Regions from separate parts of the Sus scrofa genome. Here all the other regions are linked to region 1. A link is a contact called in public Hi-C and HiChIP or PLAC-seq data. All regions are on one chromosome and are shown on one strand. Each heading gives the region's core, a stretch centred on a gene start, on an enhancer-like site or on the middle of the called end of the contact. The rest is flanking DNA. Distances are from core to core; before and after follow the strand shown.

The links. A called contact is a pair of places that touch in the nucleus more often than the background predicts. HiChIP or PLAC-seq counts read pairs in DNA pulled down with a chosen protein or histone mark.
Region 2: a contact with region 1 is called in an H3K27ac HiChIP or PLAC-seq map of skeletal muscle, with 5 times the contacts expected there. The contact joins the promoter of LOC106507311 here to the promoter of CLK4 in region 1. A contact is called at or near these places in 2 of 5 promoter capture datasets (fetal skeletal muscle and liver) and 1 of 2 datasets of contacts at active chromatin or transcription factors (skeletal muscle).
Region 3: an H3K27ac HiChIP or PLAC-seq map of skeletal muscle shows a contact between it and region 1, with 5 times the contacts expected there. The contact joins the promoter of TMED9 here to the promoter of CLK4 in region 1. A contact is called at or near these places in 1 of 5 promoter capture datasets (liver) and 2 of 2 datasets of contacts at active chromatin or transcription factors (alveolar macrophages and skeletal muscle).
Region 4: a Hi-C map of liver shows a contact between it and region 1, with 1.7 times the contacts expected there. The contact joins the promoter of HNRNPH1 here to the promoter of CLK4 in region 1. A contact is called at or near these places in 1 of 5 promoter capture datasets (liver) and 1 of 47 Hi-C or Micro-C datasets (liver).

The regions. Positions count from the first base shown.
Region 1 is chr2:79,728,078-79,730,777 of Sscrofa11.1, forward strand. CLK4 (dual specificity protein kinase CLK4) reads left to right here and starts at 1,383. Exons shown (of 13, transcript XM_021084353.1): 1 at 1,383-1,540. It also overlaps the pseudogene LOC106507310.
Region 2 is chr2:80,261,304-80,264,003 of Sscrofa11.1, forward strand. LOC106507311 reads left to right here and starts at 1,409. Exons shown (of 3, transcript XM_021085150.1): 1 at 1,409-1,477; 2 at 2,124-2,700. The coding sequence starts at 1,409. It overlaps N4BP3 (NEDD4-binding protein 3), which reads right to left and starts at 2,602. Exons shown (of 5, transcript XM_003123673.4): 1 at 2,145-2,602.
Region 3 is chr2:80,367,147-80,369,950 of Sscrofa11.1, forward strand. It overlaps TMED9 (transmembrane emp24 domain-containing protein 9), which reads right to left and starts at 1,288. Exons shown (of 5, transcript XM_003123674.4): 1 at 1,070-1,288; 2 at 804-904; 3 at 1-83. The coding sequence starts at 1,253.
Region 4 is chr2:78,960,188-78,962,923 of Sscrofa11.1, forward strand. HNRNPH1 (heterogeneous nuclear ribonucleoprotein H) reads left to right here and starts at 1,269. Exons shown (of 14, transcript XM_021084330.1): 1 at 1,269-1,630.

The DNA.
Region 1 (2,700 bases), core at 133-2,632:
ATCACGAAATAACAGTGCCCTTCTTTCACTTAACAAGGTTAAAAAGTACAAGGTACAGACCCATATAATTGGGAGGTTCAACTCTGCCCTCCTATATTTGATTTCTGATTTTTTTTATTGACTGTTTTTCAGAACGTGAAATCCCCTTGACACTTTTCAGTACTAGCAGAAAAGTTCCTGACTCCTTCCTAGCATTTGGCACTGTAAGCTTTCCCTCCTTTAGGCTTGCTCTGACACCATACTCTTGGCTCTCCTCTCCTTCTGGTCATTCCTGCTCAGGCTCTCTGTCCCTTGAAATGATTTTGGCTTTCTCTCTTCTCTCTCTACAGGCTCACAACGGCAAACTAGGGATTCTTAGAAACTGCAAAACACCTTGAGGTAAGCAAGCTCCTTAATGGGGCTTACTAGCTCTCAGACATTATTCTGCCTTGGTTAAATAAAACTGACCCATAGGGACAAATAATGTGGTAACCTTTGTTAGGGAAACTTCCAGCTACCAAATCCTGCCCAGGCACAACAGGAAAAACCTTGAAAGGAGTCCCAGTTTAAATTTCTTTTGATATTGTTGTGCACAGGCCTTAAAAAGATAAGCACCCCTGAGCTTATTTCCCGAGACATTCTCTTCGAGCCCATTTTTAGACAGAAGTTCCAAGCGACTGAATTACACAATCTCGTTCACTGAACTGCCCCCAGCGCCAACCTGGGCCTGGCACAGAGCGGGTCTGGGGGCTTATCTCTCTTGTGGTGACTGTGTCTAGAGTTCAGGTCCTTGGGTAGGCGGAGGGCAGGCAGCCAAAGTGCCAAAGGCTGAAGAGCAGAAAAAGGAGCCATTGTTGGCTTTGCCTAGAGGTGCTGCCTTCAAAATAACTCGTCCTGGAGTTCCCCTCGTGGCTCAGTCGTTAACGAATCCAACTAGGAACCATGAGGTTGCGGGTTCGGTCCCTGCCCTTGCTCAATGGGTTAACGATCCGGCGTTGCCCTGAGATGTGGTGTAGGTTGCAGACGCGGCTTGGATCCTGCGTGGCTGTGGCTCTGGCGTAGGCTGGTGACCACAGCTCCGATTAGATCCCTAGCCTGGGAACCTCCACATGCCGCGGGAACGGCCCAAGAAAATGGCAAAAAGACAAAAAAAAAACCCCAAAAACTTCTCCTGAAGGAACAGACACGCCACAGCTGAGGCCAGTGCGCCGGCACTCGCTCCAATTTTCACCTAGACTCCAAAAACGAAAACAACCTAGGGCGTCGCCTGAGCTCCGGCGGGTTTCGGGGCGGGGACCTCCTGCCCCGCGCAGACGCGTTGCGGCGGACCGGGCCCGCCACTGACGTCACAGGAGCCCCGCCCTTTAGGGGGAGCGGCGGGAGCGCGCGAGCTCTGTCACGCAGGCGCGTTCGCGGGTTGTAGGTGGTGCTAGAGGCTGCCGGGGGGTTGTAGGGAGACGGCGCTGCCGCCATTTTGTGGGGTGTTTGTCGCAGCGCCTGTAGAGAGAAGACGGCGGTTTGGCGGCCTTTCGCGGCCAAAAGGCCTTTTGCTTTTGCGGAGGTAACGTTTCAGGTGGGGTGTACTGGGATGGGCGGCCTCCCAGTCTTATAGGAGTCAAAGCCAGGTGTCGGAAAAACGACCGGGTTCAAGGCCTCGGCGACCGGAGTTCTTTCGCGGCACAACTCTGCTCGTGGCTTTTAAAACCTGAAGTTGCCCAGATGTCATGGTAAATTTAAAGTCCTAGGGCGGAAAGACCTCGGCTCTGCTGCTTATTCTTCACTGGGAGCTCAGGCTGCTCGCATCAAGGCTGCGGAGGCCTTTGCTCCTCCCGTCGGCCACAGCGAGGACCTGTCGGGAGGCCCTTCGAGAGCCGCGGGGGGTTGTGTTGTGGTAGACCCAGCGCTCCCCTCTGTGCCTGGTCTCGGTCGCCGGTAGCATTTGGGTGTTTTCCGGAGTCGCATATCTGTCCCTGTCTGTGAGTGAGCCAAAGGCCCTGGGCGGGTAGGCGGGGGTCGGCGACCGGGCGTCCGAGGAACTGCAAGTCTGCAAGTCCAGGATGGTGGAAATGAGCACGGGAGAGGCAGAAATACTGAGAGGCTCATCCTTTGTGCGGAACTGTATTTTTCCTAAGGTGGAGCTTACCCTTGTGCGGCAGATCTGTATTTCTGATACTTGTATAGCTTGCTGTCCTTGATCCTTAAGCAACCGCTATATGCTTGTCTGAGCCTTAAGAAACAGCATTCAAAACTGCCTGGGTCAACCACCTGGTCCTATTTTATAGCTATGTTTGTGTGATTGTGTTCCATACATACAGCCACAGGCTTCGGCTTCTTGTTATTTATTAAATGCAGTCCTCTTGGATCCATCTAATTGTGATATTTCTAGCCACATTAAATATAGAGAGAGTGCATAAAATTGTCCGCATAAGATATGTCAATCAGAATGCTCACTTAAATCAATAATATAGAGTGTTAAAGGGCAGTAGAGAATCAGATTCCTAAGATGGATATAAACCCGTAGATTTATTCTATCTGCTGTTTTTATTGAAGTATGTCTGGTGATTATAACATGTAGGATTCTTTATTAATTAGAGATGGTGTAACAATTCTAGATTTTCTTTTTTGTGTATGCGAAAGAACCTTGTCTGTGTAACCAGGGTTTGGGATTTTTCTCTTGGTCTCCTGAGGTAATATTTCTGAGCATTATTAGTTGGGGGAGGG
Region 2 (2,700 bases), core at 159-2,658, 530 kb after region 1:
CCCTTGGTGGAGTCGGGAGAATGAGGCTGGGGGACCGCCCTGGCCATGAAGTAGAAAAAGAGAGGACATGCAGGTAGGCACCACAGTGTCCCTTAGTGGGTGCCTTGGTGGGTCTGCTGACCTGGGCCTACCACACACTCACAATACACACAAGAGGGAATATTGTCATTCCCCTACTTCAGAAGAGAACATTGAGGCCCAGGAGGTAAAATAATGTGCCTAAGGTCATGTTCAGCTGCACAGGAGAAAGTGAAAAGGCTCCCCAGCTTAGACACCTTCCCTGACCACACTGTGCATCCTCTGCAGTGGAACATCCCAGAGCACTCGGCAGGAAGCTCCCAGTCCGGCCATGGCTGCCTTTAGCCCCATGGCCTGCCTTTAGCCCCGCCTGCCTGAGCCCTGGCCCCAAGGGAGGGTCCCACCACCTGCTGGGGGATCAGATTTGCTGAGGGGTGTGTCTGCAGCTGCCCCTATGGAATGGGACAGGAATGTACTAGCTCCAAAAGAGGGGGCAATGGGTGAAGGGGCCCAGGGAGGGGACTGACATTCCTTAGCCCCACTGGGACACTTGAAGAGGCAGAGTCCAGCGTCTAAACCCTGGAGGAATGATTCTCAGTATCACTATATAGTCACTGACGTTTTTATCAGCTATACCATTGAATCATTTCATCTCCACAACAGCCTCATGAGGTAGGCAGGACAGAAGTTATCCTCACTCCACCTTACAGATAGGGAAACTGAGGCCCAGAAAGAAGAAGTGAGTTGTCTAAGATCCCATATGACCCGCCATTCCAACTCCCCAGGCAAGACCCTCTCTTGTGTCCCAGGTTGCCCCAGCCAGGGATCACCAGCTGCCCTTCACGGGCACACACTGCTGTGTGTTACATCTGCTCAGTTCCCCACACCTGCTTTTCCCAATCACCTGCACTCTTGGGGATTGGGATCCCAGTCCCTTCTGCTTAGAATCCCCCCTGCCTGCCCCTGGGTCAGGAATAGTGGAAGCCCCGCCATGGGGACTCTGAGCCCTGGAAGCTGCTAGCTCTAGAGGCGCTGGCGGTAGCTGGCTGCATTCATTCAGTCTGGCACATACACACCTACACAGAGCCAGCCGGCAGGCAGAGGAGCCCTGCCCAGGAGGGCTTTGGGAGGAGGCTGATCACCAGGCCCAGGATGGCCTCTTGCCTCTTCTCCCTGCCTAGGCTGGACAGAGCGAGAGAACCTAGGCGGTGGGACAGGCTGAGCCCCTGTGGCAAGGGAAGAGAGCCCCAAACTGCCTGGGGTGGGCGAGGGCAGTTGCCCAGCGGGAGATCACAGGTCCCAGTCCTTTCTCCAGCTGCAGTCAGGGCCCAGATTTCCGCCTGGCCTCAGGTGAGCTCTCACTTTGGCCAAAGGTTGTGGCCAGACTGGGATGGTGCTCCAGACCTGGGAGTGTCCCCTATCCGCGGGACCCCTGGCAGCAGGCTGGCAGCTGCCACCAGTAAGGGGCAGAGGTTGGAGGAAAGGGGTATCTCGAGGGAGCAGAAGAGGGCAGGAGAGGAGTCTGGTGGGAAAGGTGGAGGGGCAGTCGAGGTTGTCATCTCCATGGACTTTCCCTGGGAAAGGCTGTGGCCGAGACAAGGCTCCCCAGAACTACGGGAGATCCTCAAGCTACCCGGAGGCGGGAGGGGACATCTCTTCCAGGCCCTTCTCTAGGGCCTGACCTGAGCGGATGGGCTGGGGGAATGGAAGACGAGGTCATACTCCCGCGCCAAGGGCGCCTGCCCTATAACCATTAGCAGCGCGGGGATCCCAGGCGCTGCTCCCAGGAAAGAGCATTTGCATGGGTTACTGAGAGCAGCGTGACCTGCCGCCTGCCCTTCCAGCGGGGCGTTCCTGATCGCGGATGATCCCTGATCCCACATAGTCCCTGATCCCGCACCTCGGTGCTTCGGTGTCAGGAAGCAGGGGTACCTGGGCGCACACCACACCTTGCCACCCCCGCCCACTTCTCAGATGTAACCACGGCTGGCGAAGGGCTGCAGCTTGGCCAAGGTCGCTGGGAGAGCTAGACCTCCGCGGCCGGTCCCACCCCGCGAGTCCGGCCGGTCCCACCCCGCGAGTCCAGCCCCCAGCCCTGGCCCTAGCCCCCGTCGCTCCCCACTCACCATGCTGGCGCCGCTCCGCACCCCTCGCGCGCTGCAGCTCCCTGGCGCGGATTTGAACCTTCCCTCCAGGGCACCGGCTCCAGCCGAGACTGCGAGCCGGGCCGGAGCGGCCGGGCAGCAGGCGCCAGGAAAACGCGGGCGGGCGCCGGAGCCGGATTGGCGAGGGAGGGACGCGATCGGCAGTGCTCGCTCGCCTGCCCCAGAGGCGGAGGGAAAACCCGGCCTGACTCACCCGCGCGCTGCCGGCCCGGGGACCGGCCCGGGCCCCCGGATGTGGGAGGCGGGGACGGGGGACCACCCCCGCCCACCGCGTGCCAACCTGAGCCCCGCCCGGGTTCGTGGCTCCAGCCTAGCCCTGCCCGCAGAAGCGCCGCGCAGCGGTGGCACCGGAGCCCCCAGAGGGTTGCGCTCTGCGCGGAGACCGTCCCTGGCGCGCGGGCTCGGGCACTGGCCGAGTCGAAGCCCGGAGTGCGGCCGACACCCCCAGAGGGCGCCCAGCCCACCCTCCTCCGCCTCCTAGTCCTCCTGGCCTCACCCGGCCCTCTCGGTTTCCAGA
Region 3 (2,804 bases), core at 38-2,537, 640 kb after region 1:
TGAAGACAGATCTGGTGCTCACCAGGCGTATGGGAGGTGAAGGTGAACCTGCCTTCAGAACCATACTGCCGGGCCAGAATGACCTGGAGAGAAGGGGCTTCAGTGAGTATTACGGTAAGGATGAGGCTGAACAGTGCTTAAGTGCCTCAAAAGTTGACAGCTAGAGCCTCAGGCATCCCACAATACTGAAAGGTCCAAAGCTGCTTAGCAGCAGTTGCCAAAAACTTGTCTTCAAACTATTTGGAGCAGGGGTGAGGAATCTGACATTAAGTTGGCATGTGATCACTCTTGGAAAGGGCTTTCCCTTATTCATAGCTCATACTCTTTCAACTCTTTTGGTGTGACTTTTTTAAGTGAAAAGTGACATCTGAACTTTTTTTTTTAATCCTTATTTGTCAAATTAATAGCTGCTCATTCTTTTTGGAACGCTGTGTGAAACTTTTTGGATTTCTGTGAAATCCAAAAGTTTATATGCCCTAGCTTTAGAGTTGACAAAACTCTTTCCAGAACCACAATTAATCCACCCAACACATCTATAAAGTACACGGATTTCCATTTCACAGACCAGAATGGCTCGGGGAAGATAACTAACTTGGCGGAGTCATACATGGGTCACTAAGTAGTTGAGAGAAGTAGCTAGCACTACAGCAGCCCAAGCTTGCTCTCAAGTGAAAACCCAGGATCTTCCCGCAACACCAACTGTTTTTACCAGTTTAGCAGATCCGGAAACCAAGAGAGGAAGTACCAGCGCCTGCGCTCAAGTGCAGGGTGGAGGGCTCGGCGGGGCTAAGGGGCCAGCTCACCTTGTCTTCTGGGTCCTTCACCTCCACGAACATGCCAAGCCCGGGGGTGGCCGGCTGGTACTCCTCCCGCTGCTTGTCATACAGCTGAGTCCGGTAGTTTCCTGGAAGAAAGCAGGCCAAGACCAGTCAGAGGAGCGCTAGGTGCTGTCGGGACCGCTCCCACCAGGGCACGACGATGCCGGGAGCTCCCGGCACTGAGGTGACTTTCCCACACAACCCGCCCCAAGACCGCGGTCTTGTTGAAAACTCTCTCCCTTCCCCCGCACCTATAACCATGGTCTCGTCCGGAATCTCCTCAATAAAGCACTTCTTTTCCGTCTCCCCAATGTGGAAGTAGAGTGCACCTCCTCGGGCCGCAAAGCACAGCAGCAGCAGGAGGGCCCGGACGACCCTACCCAGCCGGGCTCCGGGACAGGGCCCGACAACCCACACGCACTGCTCCGCAGCCATCTTGCCCCACCTGCCCGCGCAGTCGCAGCGGGCCGCGCCACGTAGCCCTGCCGCCGCTGCCGCCGCGGGGCCTGCCGGAACAGCGAGTTCCGAAGGGTGGACTACAAGTCCCGAGATGCCCCGAGGCCACGGCGCGGCAGAGCATGATTGGGGCGCAGCTTTTACAAAGGAGTAAGCTGGGGCTGCAGAATTGAAATTTTTTTTCTGCTGACCCTTGTCGCAGCCCGGCTACTGGTGATGATGATTATTATTATTATTTTTTTAACCGATGATGAAACTAACGAAGTTTGAGTCAACGGAGCGAATTAGGAGCAGGGAGGAATATACACAAAAGGAAACAATACAAACATTTCCCTCCAGGAAGTAATGCAAAAGACAGTAAATTCAGGAAACGAGGGACAAAAAATTATAAGGGAAATAGAAAAAAAATAGCAAAATGACAGAAGTCCTTTTGTGTAAGTAATTATTTTAAATGTAATTTATTAAGTATAAATAGGAATTCCTGTTGTGGCTCAGTGGATCTCTGTGAGGATGTGGGTTCAATCCCTGGCCTCATCCAGTGGATTAAATATCCAGCGTTGCTGCAAGCTGCAGCATAGGTCATAGATGCGGCTCAGATCAGGTGCTGCTGACTGTGGTGTAGGCCTGGAGCTGCAGCCCGGATTTGACCTCTAACCCAGGAACTTCCATAAGCCACATATTAAACTGTTTAAAAAAAAAAAAAAAAAGGATTTCCTACTGTGGCTCATCAGTAACAAACCCGGCTAGTATCCGTGAGGATGATCCCTGGCCTTGCTCAGTGGGTTAAGTATCCTGCGTTGCCATGAGCCCCAGTGTAGGTCACAGACATGGCTCAGATCTGACATTTCTGTGGCTATGGAGTAGGCTGGCAACTGCAGCTCGGATTCAACTCTTAGCATGGGAACTTACATATGCTGCAGGTACGCCCCCACCCCCCTCAAAAAAAATTAAAGTAAAATAAAATTGACAGAATTGAAGAGAAAAATAAACTTCTACAACAAGGGATAAAAAAATAGACAAAAAAAAAAAGTAAGGAAAAAAAAGTAAGGAAACAGATGGCTTGAACAACCCAATAAGCCAACCAGATCTAACAGACATATTTAAAACATTCTAACAACAACAGAATACACATTCTTCCCAAGTGCAGAATGCCTTTAACCTTACTATATGCCTAATATTTTAGATTAAACCTTACTATAAAATAAAATATTAGGCATATAGTAAGATTAAAGCTACTAGATTTTAAAAGATAGCATACAAAATATCTCCTCTGATAACAACAGAATGAAGCTAAAAATCAATAGAAGGAAAACTGGAAAATTCACAAATTTGTGGGAATCAGCATTTTTTTGTGAGTGTTTAGAGCTACTACTTTTTTATTTAATCATTGTGACTTGTGCACATATTTTATGCCAAGTCCTATGCTTGGTGTTAGGTATATGTTGGTGAGTCAAAAGCAGACGCATTCTCTGGCCACATGGCACTTACAGTCTAGCAAAAGGGACTGCATGATTGTAATTACAAACTTTT
Region 4 (2,736 bases), core at 19-2,518, 770 kb before region 1:
AAGGGAATTTTCAGTGTCAGCAAAGCAAAAGGATATGGAACCCTCACCTGCCCCTGAGAGGGGTTGTCAAACCTTTAATTTAGGGTAGGCCCTAAAAATATTTAGGTCCTTCCTAGTTTACTTCTAGAAATCTATCCAAGGAAATGATCTTATCTTTCTGTGATGATTACACATCACATTTACTTACTGTGAAAAAAAATCCCAGAAAACTTTAGGGAAAATAAACATCTTAGACATGTAGCCAGGTTGTTGAAAGGTAAAGACATGATTTGAGGGGGTCAGGCTTTTTCCTTCACCTAACCAGAAACTAGTGTTCTTAGGTCATTTAATAAGACCAAAGCTCTCAAATGATGTAACCTGTTAGGAAACCTTAAGACAGTCTTGTGATGTTTTGGAGAGACAGTGGCCAAGAGCAAAAACTGTTCTCCTTGCCTTTTTTTTTTTTTTTAAGGGCTGTACCTGCGGCATATGGAGGTTCCCAGGGGTTGAATCTGAGCTGCAGCCACCATCCTATGCCAGGTCCCAGTCGGGTCTTCAACCTACACCCCAGCTCACAGCAATGCCAGATCCTTAACCCACTGAGCGAGGCCAGGGATTGAACCTTCGTTTGCATGGATACTAGTCGAATTTTTTTCCGCTGAGCCAGGATGGGAACTCCTCTCCTTGCTTTTGAATCACTCAGAAATAGACCTTTGATCTAGACAATTTGGGAATCCCATCTTAGTGACTTTAGCCAAAATGCCCTCTATTTCCTCTAGCTCCGTGTGCAATTGAGGGCAGGCAGTTGCATTCACCGTGCTTGTTCCATCTGTGTCCCCTTTACACCCAGCAGCAGAGTTTTTCTTTTCGAACAGCTCTTCTTGCGCCCTGCTGAAGACCTGCCAGAACCTTTTCTTGTGCTTGTAATTATCACTTTTGCCAAGGCCTAAATGGCCTGGCAGGATTGGCCCCTGCCTACTTCTGGGACCTTGGATCATCTTCTCCCTCTATTCCACTGATGTCCTCTCCAGTTTTCTCAAACCTATTAAAACTGGATACGGCCTCCAGACCATCGCAGGGGCGAAAACATGCTTTCTTGCATCTCTGAGTAGTGGCACTCAGAGAGGTCTTTGCTGTGGTACTCCGTGTTTATTGCTTGTGTCCACCAGGCTGGAGGTGGGGAGGATAGGCAGGATCAGACAAAGGGAGCACTGAGAGCCTATGAGCAAGGTCCCAATTCCTGCAGTGCTACTGGAAATCACGAGCATCACCAGCCTCCAGTTCTGTGCGCACACGAGATGACCCTGGAGTCTCGCCAGGGCGAGTGTCTCCATCTAGGGATGGACAAAACGGTTCCTACTTAGCCTTGGGAAAATCAAGCGGGAACCCGCTCCAGAAAGCGGAGCAACGCGCACTGGCTGCTCAACCTGTACTCACGACGCGCAGCGGGACTCGGCGTACGGCGCCCGCCTCTCGTGCTAATGCCCGCGCCCGCCTCTCGTGCTAATGCCCGGGGCGTTCAGGGCCCGCAGGTCTTGGGGCGGGGCAGCTGGGGGTCACAAAGCGCGAGTTCGTTAGGGCAAAAGCGGAGTACGAGACTGAGGCACGGGCACAGGGACTCTGCATGGGGCCCCAGGCCCAACGACGACAGGTAAGGAACAGTGGCGGCAGGAAGGCCCAGGACTCGCTCCCGGCGCCGCCGGGATATCTTCGGGCGCGGGAAGCACGCAGTCCCGCAGCGCTGTTTGCCACGGGCTGGCTCTAGGAAGAAAAGGTGTATAGGCTGCACAAGGGCGGGGAGCGCCTGTAACTTCAGGTCGTCCAGGACTGTAGATAATGGGCTAAGCGGCACCTCATCACAACCCAGAGGCTAGTACACAGTACAGTTCCTATAAAGGACCTGACAGCCGCCATTCCCCTCCCCCCTTCTGGCGGGTAAGATCAGAGAACGGTTTGAAGGAAGACGCATGCGCGTGAAACTAAATTAAACCGCTAAAGCTCGCAATAATCGCGGGAAGGCGCAGGCGCATAAAAGCCCCGCGGGTTTAAGGAGGTGGGAGGGGCTGAGCCTAAAACGCCAGCGTTTAATAACTTGCTGCCTGGAGATGGGCTGGAACGTAAAATTACGCATGCGCCCAAGCTCTGTGTGACGCAACGGGGCGGTGCGGCCACCTGACTGCGCGTGCGCAGAGATTGTTCTAAGCGCCTTATTTAGGTTGCGCAGGCGCCCGCTGGCCATTTCTTCTCAGCCACGCCGAAGTTGTTCGTGTAGGTGAGTGTTTGTTGCTCCGTGTTTACCGCGAAGCGGACTCCAAGGATGCCATTTTTACGAGGATTGTTTACCCCCAGGAGTCTGTGGAACCTGGGAGGCTTTAGCAAGGTGCGGCCTGCCGTTGGGAGCGAGGAATGGTTCGCCGAGTCTTGGCAGGGCCGCTGAGGCCTGCAGGCCGCGCTGACTCTATTGTGTGAGATGTCGGAGGAGGCGGAGCGGAAGCGGTCGCCGCCATTTCCTTGCTTCCACGCTGGCGTTAGGCCGGGTTCCCCTTTGGCTTGGGGCACCGGTACCTGGTGCACAGAGCGGCTTCGGGGGCCCGACCGCTGGCCAAGGGGGTGTTTGGCGTTGGAGTATGTGGGGTCGGGAAGTCCGCACGGCCTCGGCCTTTATTAAGGCGCCGCGGCGGGGCGGCAGGGCGTCTCGAGAGCGGAACGGAAGGCTGTTTAATTTTAACATTTCTCAGGTCTGACCGTCATCCCCAC